3 separate regions of the Mus musculus genome follow, and all the other regions are linked to region 1. The links are chromatin contacts, called in public Hi-C maps. All regions are on one chromosome and are shown on one strand. The core of a region is the stretch at or near the end of the contact, and the rest is flanking DNA. Distances in the headings are between cores, read along the strand shown. Region 1 overlaps Rab2a (RAB2A, member RAS oncogene family). Region 2 overlaps Gm50597 (a long non-coding RNA gene). Region 3 has its middle 5.4 kb from the start of Gm50597.

What was found. A called contact is a pair of places that touch in the nucleus more often than the background predicts.
Region 2: a contact with region 1 is called in a Hi-C map of bone marrow-derived macrophages, with 16 read pairs. The contact joins two enhancer-like sites. A contact is called at or near these places in 2 of 39 promoter capture datasets (embryonic stem cells and liver), 1 of 15 datasets of contacts at CTCF or cohesin (large pre-B cells), 8 of 484 Hi-C or Micro-C datasets (bone marrow-derived macrophages, brain, cerebellar granule neurons and 4 more) and 4 of 115 datasets of contacts at active chromatin or transcription factors (bone marrow-derived macrophages, embryonic basal ganglia, forebrain and 1 more).
Region 3: a Hi-C map of bone marrow-derived macrophages shows a contact between it and region 1, with 14 read pairs. The contact joins two enhancer-like sites. A contact is called at or near these places in 1 of 15 datasets of contacts at CTCF or cohesin (large pre-B cells), 50 of 484 Hi-C or Micro-C datasets (B cells, the C2C12 cell line, the CH12 cell line and 32 more) and 6 of 115 datasets of contacts at active chromatin or transcription factors (DN3 thymocytes, T-cell acute lymphoblastic leukemia, acute myeloid leukemia and 3 more).

Annotation. Positions count from the first base shown.
Region 1 is chr4:8,588,410-8,591,113 of GRCm38.p6, forward strand. All of the region lies in intron 6 of Rab2a (RAB2A, member RAS oncogene family), which reads left to right. Among named protein-coding and RNA genes, the nearest start is that of Rab2a, 54 kb to the left of the region's middle. Within about 2 kb of position 1,307, at least 16 of the 459 cell types and tissues checked have an H3K27ac peak or open chromatin away from gene starts, as enhancers often do. A contact at or near this core is called in bone marrow-derived macrophages, where this site is marked.
Region 2 is chr4:9,134,596-9,137,299 of GRCm38.p6, forward strand. Gm50597 (a long non-coding RNA gene) reads left to right here. Exons shown (of 2, transcript XR_001784233.1): 2 at 1,115-1,578. It overlaps Gm34288 (a long non-coding RNA gene), which reads right to left. Exons shown (of 4, transcript XR_881105.2): 2 at 869-929. Among named protein-coding and RNA genes, the nearest start is that of Gm34288, 6.7 kb to the right of the region's middle. Within about 2 kb of position 1,381, at least 96 of the 459 cell types and tissues checked have an H3K27ac peak or open chromatin away from gene starts, as enhancers often do. A contact at or near this core is called in bone marrow-derived macrophages, where this site is marked.
Region 3 is chr4:9,114,789-9,117,492 of GRCm38.p6, forward strand. No RefSeq gene overlaps it. Among named protein-coding and RNA genes, the nearest start is that of Gm50597, 5.4 kb to the right of the region's middle. Within about 2 kb of position 1,328, at least 76 of the 459 cell types and tissues checked have an H3K27ac peak or open chromatin away from gene starts, as enhancers often do. A contact at or near this core is called in bone marrow-derived macrophages, where this site is marked.

The sequences.
Region 1 (2,704 bases), core at 57-2,556:
CATGAAGGCTAGATATGAGTATGGGGAGAGCAGAGTAATAAGTAGCTTAGAAATCTTTTCACAGAAACAGCTGACTTAACAAAGGCACAGGGTGCACAGTGATGAGAGCACCTAATAACAAAGAGTGCTCCTGCAGTGGAAGGTAAACCCCAGGAACCTCACATGTTATACAAGAAAATAAACTCAGCAGTGGTTTGTGAAAGCAAGTATAAAACTTTGAGCTGTTTTATATCTTAGCAGATACTTACCTCCAAAGGAATAACTCTTTTAAAAGGAAAAATTAATAAATTGACCTTTCAGAACTTGTGCTCTGTAAAGCATTCTTATGTTTAAAAAAAAAAATGACAGTTCTACATACCAAGATAAAACACTCTTTAAGCCCAGATCCAATAAAAGACTAACTCTAGACTTTAAAACCAAAAAATCAGTTGTGTGGTGGTGGTGTTCGCCTTAATCCTAGCACTCAGGCAGAGGCAGATGACCCCTACTGGAGACTGGTCTGCATTTTAAGTTCCATACCTGCCAGTGCTCCATAGCAAGACATTGTCTCAAACAAATGAGGCTTTAAGGAGATAGGGATCAAAGTAGCCCAGATGACCAGGGATGACTGTACCATATGCTGGTGGAGAGCACTCACATGGATGGTAGGACTGAGTAACACAGCCACTCTAGAAAACACCTCAGCAGTCTACACTAAAATGGAGCTCCCAGTCAACATAGCAATTATACCCATGGGCACTTAAGAGAAATGATTGTCTGCACAGCAACCTATAGGCCGATATTCATAACAGCTTCATTCATAACACTCCCAAGCTAGAAATAACCTAGCAAGCACCTTTTGGGTCTAAGGAAACTTCCTTACTAAAATATAAAATAGGAAAAACTGTTGTTATATGAAAATACTGGATGAAGCTCCAGGTAACTAAACTCACTTAAACACTAAGCCTTGTCCACTGTGTGATTTCTTCTGCCCTCTTTCCTTCAGGTGATGAACGCAGAGTCCACAGTACAGATGAATCACTGCCAGGACGCAGGAGGGTGTTGCATGGGAGGAAGTGTTAAGACTATAAAAAGACAACACTTAAGAGTCTATCTTAGTCACTGTTCTATTGCTGTGAAGAGATTCTGTGACCAAGGCAACCCATTAAAAAAAATCATTTGATCGGAGGTTTGCTTACAGTTTCAGAGACTTAGTCTATTATCATCATGGCAGGGAGCATGGCGGGCATGCACATGGCAGTCCTGGTGCTGGAGAAGTATCTGAGAGTTCTGCTTCCTGAGAGCTCTGATCCACAGCCTGCAGGAAGAGAACCTGGTATGGGCTTTTGAAACCTCAAACCCCCAGTGGCACACTTCCTCCAAGAAGGCCACACCTCTTAATCCTTCAAATCCTACCAAAGAGTTGCACTCCCTGAATGGTGACTAAGCATTCAAATATATGAGCCTAAGGGGCCATTACTATACAACTGACACAACATGCTACAATAATAATCTTTATTCTGTTTTACTATATTTTTTTTTGGTATTTTGTTTGTAAATAGTGTACTATAATTTCCTAGGAAGTCACCATTGGGAAAACTAAGGAAAAGCCACTGGGTGGTTGTATTACTTCATACAATTTTATATCAGTTGACAATTATTTCAATAAAAAGGTTGATCAAAAAAATTAAACAAAATAACTAACTTTGTGACTGGAGAAGTCACTTAATAGTTAAGAGCATTGGCACTTCCTGAGGACTTGGGTTCAGTTCCAAACACCCATGGTGATTCACAGTCTTGTGTCAATCCAGTTATGGGGAACTGATGCTATCTTCTGGCCTCAGTGAGCAGCCACACATGTGCTGCACATACGCACATCCAGGCAAAACACTTAAACCAATGAAATAGAAATAAATCTTCTTTTAAAATACTAATAACAACTTCATTTAAATTTGGTCCTTTATAAAGTTTTATTAGGGGGATCTAAAGATTAAATTATACTTTATAAATTCTTGAATACTAAATTTATTTTCACATTACTAGGTTAATAAAATTATGTTAAGTGTGACACTTGGAGTTTTCACGTATCCTTTTGCAAAAAGAGTACCTTTTTCTGTAGTTCAGTCCCTCTTAAATGTGTTTACCATGTACCAAACAAGATGGAGTTAATATTCAGGCCTGTATTAGATAGATAGATAGATAGATAGATAGATAGATAGATAGATAGATAGATAGATAGATAGATGGATAGATGGATAGGTGGATAGGTGGATAGGTGGATAGGTGGATAGGTGGATAGATAGATAGATAGATAGATAGATAGATAGATAGATAGATAGATAGATAGATAGGTAGATAGGTAGATAGGTAGATAGATAGATAGATAGATAGATAGATAGATAGGTAGATAGGTAGATAGGTAGATAGATAGATAGATAGATAGATAGATAGATAGATAGAGAATGTCTCCACAGTAATTGAAGATGTTAGATTAATATTCATAAAAACAAAAAGACAGCTAGTATGTATGGAATAAGAGACCTGATTTGAAGGTAAGACATCCAACTATTTATTCATGGTCTATATGGCATACTTTTTATTTTTTCTTAGATTTTTAAATTTTTATGTGTGGTCTTTTGCCCACATATATGCCTGTTGCTGGAGTTACAGATGGTTTGAGCTGCCTTGTGGGTGCTGGGAACTAAATCCAGGTCCTCTACAAGAA
Region 2 (2,704 bases), core at 131-2,630, 550 kb after region 1:
ATAGCCGGGTTTAGTTGAACGTATAAGGCTTTCTTCAATGTCATAATAAGAACAGCCTGTTAGTTCACTTGTTCAACGCAGATCTCTTTGCCATAATGTGGAGGATGGGCCTGAGAAAGCCAGGACTGAAGGCTGGGATGCCTGGCAGCTACCAGATGTGGCTATGATTGGACATGGAATGGAGAGGGAGGGTTGCTGAGACCTTCCCCCAGGCCAGCTCCAGTGGAGGCAGAGAGAAGATAGTATACCCTTTAATCATGAAGGGCACATTCTAAGACCCTCAGAGGAAGCCTGAAACTATTCATCCTACTGATACATATATCCTTAGGTATATTTAATATATTTCTACATATACACACCTAGGTCAAAATTTAACTTATAAATTAGTAAGTTAAATCTATAAATTAACCTACAACAAGGTTCAGGAAAAGGTTAACGAGAGCAGTAAGACAGAAAATTACAACAAACGTTAATAGTCATTTTCTCTTGTTTTCTAAATGTCTTTCTGAAAGTGTAGATCTTAACAATGTTACTAGACGTTTTGTTCTTTTCTTATTAAGCTTATTATTATAGCACCTTCCCATTTATCAAAAGCACTTTCCAACTTGTCTTTGGCACGCCTAAATTCCTAGCATTGCCTGTCTTGCTCGAAGGGGTTGTTGTACAAGTAAATTTGGTTTACTGAGCACAAACTTTGTGATACCTCAATAAGCGAGCTGAGGGTCACGTGAGTAACGGGAAGGTAGCCTATATAGTGTGGATACAGAGAACAAAGGTTCGATTCTCATTCCAGATAGGAAGGGACTGGATACTGTGAAGTGTCATTGCCCCACTTAGAATAGCATTCAATACAAAACGTACAACTTACTTATGTATGGAACTTTCCACGTAACATTTTCAGAACGTGGGTGAGGACAGATAATTGAAACCTGGAAAAGAAAGACTGCTGGAGTGATGTGGGTTGGGCTAGCTGAGTAGAGGGATTGGGTTCCCATTGTGAGGATTTTATGGGGCTTGTGGCTGGTGGCATACGTTTGTATTTTATCCTCAGATCCGACCTGTCCACCCTATGCACTGTCGCTCTTTTCAACTTGACCTCATTTGACCTTGTCAGGCATCTTCAACATCCATCAGTCCTTCAGGGAGGAAAGCCTTTGGACACATGGCTTCTCGCCATTATTGGTGTGCAGACAACTTGAAAATTGGCAGAGGAATCCATGCTGGCGAAAGAGCAGTTGAAAGACCCTCAGAAGAGGTCGGGATGCCCTTGGAGGAGGTAGAAAACTTCATGTGTTCCACGCTTCTCACAGCCCCGCTGGGCTCCTGTGGCTTCTCAGTGTCTCATTTCCAGGCTATGCCGGTGCTCCACTCGCCAGCAGAGGGCAGCATTGAGACATCAACGAAGGCGGACTTGGGCGCGCGACCGCCGGGAAGCAGAGCCTCAGGATGGCTGCTTGTCGGAAGCTTTAACCTTTTAAGCAATTCTCCGGGGAGCCCTTCCTGTCATGTGTGGGCTGCCCTAAAATGAGCAGGTGATAGAAATGAAATATTAAACAATTCTGTTCTGCAAAATGAAAATGAGTTGTCATTTAGCATTTTTATCAGTCGATGACACATTCTTCCAGCTTCAGAAGGATTTTGTGAAAATGCAGGAGACAGTGAACTCATTTACCACCAAATCCTCAAGAATCACACGTGGGGGCGCCGTCATCAGGGGCAGGGGTGCAGGGCAGGCCAAGGCTGAGCCTTCAGGGCCGAGGGGCTGGGATCTGGGACCTGTGACGCAGGCCAAGGATGCAATTGTCCTGGATAGCAATACCGAGGAAGCAGGCACATCTCCAGCAAGGCTGTGTGTGGCCAGGCAGAAGGCAAGTCAGCTCACAGAATAATGAAAGGAGCTGAAGGTGGTGAAGTGAGGGCTGCGGGCAAGCTCGCTGGTCGCAGGAATCTCTTTCATACTGCTTTCAGAAGCACCAGCAGTGATGCCGAGCAGGGTTTTGTTTTTGTTTTTGTTTTTGTTTTTGTTTTTGTTTTTGTTTTTGTTTTGTGATTTTCACCTAGTGGCTTTGGTGGCAGCGAAGTCCACTCTGAGCTCAGGCTGTCAAAAGGGCGCTTTGCAGGAACCTGAGAGGGTCTCCAAGCAGAGCTGCAGGGAAGGGTGGGCCCCAGCCTTCCCCGGAAGCTCTTCAGCAGATTAAATCATGGCGTCTTTGGTAGAGGATTCCTGGCTGCCACACAAACAGCCCCTGCTTCCCCGTTTCCAGTGCGATTTATTTCTCTACAGACGGTATTGATTCTTTCCTCTATCCGATCGCTCCTGGGCCTGTGTAAATGAAAGCCCTCTTGTGTAATAGTCATGCCTATAGCTGGGCGATTTGGGCAGGCAGCTGCGTGTTACATGACCCTGTGAGAAGCGATGCATTTTGCTGGATAGATACAGTCGAAGCAAATGTTTGCAACTCATCTAGCAGCCCAACCTGTATTTACGAAATATTCACCCTGTTTTTTTTTTCCCCCTTTGAGTCAAAACAGCTCAAGAATATTTCTGTTATAATATTCATATGAAGGGGCTAGTGGCAGAATGAGATCATTATCTGTTGAGCCAGGTGCTGCCCTCTGTGTTACTGAGGGAAACAATCCAGACTTGTGCTCGGTTTGAGTTCATTTGAACTCATCCAGATGGGACTAACAATAATACCTGTTC
Region 3 (2,704 bases), core at 78-2,577, 530 kb after region 1:
ACAGCAGGAAGTATATTCTGTGCTTATGTTGTTTAAGGTAGCGTAGCATGGAACTTCTTGAGCTTTATAGTGAAATAAAAGCACACAAATATATGGAGTGTACTTAGATTGGAAAAGTTGCCTCCTGGAAGAAGGCTGGGGACATGGAGACATGGGAATGCAGCAGCAATAGGAATAGCTGATACAGTGAACGGTAAGGAATTGGAACTAAGATGCTGCCGTGCCCATGGGGAGTGAGCACTTAACCTTTGGCGCAGGTCTCCTCTGGGTTAAATGCTAAAACCTCAGAAGAGAGCAAAGCCAGTCATAGTGGCGTGGTAGTCACCTTTCCACTTGAGAGAGCTTATAGAGGGGAAGGCTCATTTTGAATTCCAGGCTTGGAGGTTTCAGTTTAGGGCCATTTGGCATTTGGTCTCCTTTGGAGTCCCTGACTTCCCAATATGCAGAAGCACAGGTGGGTCCTCTCATGGCTGAGAGACCAACAAGAGAGGGAAAGGGGCTCGAATCCCCAGTGAGCAGAGGTCCACAGCTCCACTCTTACAAGTTCTACCACCTTCCAGTAGTGCCACCGGCTGAGGGACAGGCTCCAGTGACCCTTTCCAGGTTCCAGCATCTGATAGTATCTAGCTCTAGTAGGACTGAATCAAGTTTCAGAGATGACCCAGGTAAAGGGAGATAATTTGAGTTTGTCCTCTTAATCTATGTGTCCTCCTAAGGACGGATCAGAGGAAGGCAGAAAGACTGTGGGAAAGAATACAGGGACTCTGTCATAAGTTCCTGTCACTCAAAACCACTCACATGCCGCACATCATGATGGCCTCATCTACAAAGTACTCATAGCCACAGGTACGGCAGGGGAGTAAGACCTGTACTCATGGCCCTCAGAGTTGTGGTAAAACCAGATTATTTCAAGGTGCTCAGGCTGGGAGTAGAACTTGCCTGATTTTTTCCTGCAGCTTAGGGGCCAGCTTTCCAAATTCATCATTCGGCTCCCTTGTATCCTGAATCCTACTTATGATTTCTTGCGAGTTAAAAACTATTGACCCGACTCACACCTGCAAATCCAACCGTAAGAAGTCTGATTCTTGAGGGCTGTGGCAAGTTTGAGGCCAGCCTGAGCTGCAGAAAGACACCTTAGGTGCGGGTGGGGGTGGGACAGGGGGGTGGGAAGAGGAACAAAGAACAGCAAACCAGGAAATGAAAGGCTACGTGAGAGCTTGATCTTATGACTTCTCAGAAGGCGGTGAACATGATAAGGCTTTCCCACCAGAGGAAGGGGCAGTTCAGAAAGAACGTGATTAGATGGTGTTAGTCATCAAGGGAAGGCTCTTGAGAGAAGCCACAGCCCCTCCCCCACATCTGTTGCCCTTTCTGAAAAAGACTCTGACAGTTCGAAGCACCAAAACGTTACTGTCTTCCCTATTAACGTTTGTGGTTTCTTCTAGTTTTATGAGTGTGTCTGCTTTTTACAAATTAGTAAAAACCAGAGAGATACGTGATGCTTTAAAAAGTTTATAATTCAGACCTTTTTGTCTAGAAAAAGAAAATGTTAATTCCACCAGTGATTTTGTAACTTCCTTAAATCTCTTGTTCCTGATACAGAACAAAAGTCATTGACGTTTTAAGACCAGAAAATTGCAACAAATACATTTTTAATTACGGCAAACTAAAAAAATATGAATAGTGATGCTTTAAATTATTCCTCAACCTCTCATTTCTAATGAACAATATTTCAAAAAAAAATTTTAATTTTTAAAAAAGATTTATTTATTTATTTATTTATTTATTTATTTATTTATTTAATGTATATGAGTACACTGCAGCTGTTTTCAGACACACTAGAAAGGGACATCAGATTCCATTACAGATGGTTGTAAGCCACCATGTGGTTGCTGGGAATTGAACTCAAGACCTCTGGTAGAGTAGTCTTAGCTGCTGAGCCGTCTCTCCAGCCCTACATTTTAGGTTTTTTAAAAAAGAATTTCTATGGTTTTGAAATTACTGGAAATAGTCTCTTATTATTAGTTTAACAAGAATCTTTTTACACTCCTAAATTGGCAAAGTATCTGTCAGGGTGATTTTATCATTCCTTTGTAGAGTATTATGGCTTTTATTGTTTCATTTTTATTAAAAAAATTAATTTGAATATAATTACATTACTTCACTGTATCCCTGTCTTCCATTCAATCCCGCCCATCCCCTCCCACTTCCTCTCACATTGATGGCCTCTTCATGATTATTATTGTTACATATATATGCATTAATATATAAATATATCCTGCTAAATCCATGGCTTGGATGTATATGTTTTCATGACAGACTCACTTTGTATTGGACAGCCCATTAGGGAGCTGATCTGGCCAGAGGCTAATTTTCCATCTCTCCACAGTCATGAGTTGCCTGGAGTTCTTTGTTTAGGAGGTGAGACACAGATTTCCCCCTTCCACTTACTGGGTCTATTGATATTTACTTTATAGCCATATTGTTGAGGTATCATTATGAAGCGTCCGTGCCATTTCTAAGAGGCATAAGCTCACAGCAGACTTTCTGGTCCTCTGGATCTAATAATGCCCAGGGATTAAGCCCTACAGAGAACAGTCCAGTGCAAGGCAGCAACCACAGCTGTATTTTGGCCAGCCTGGGATTCTAGCCTTTTGATCCATGTTTACACTAGAGCTTTGCCCCTGTGCTGGAGTGGCCCCAT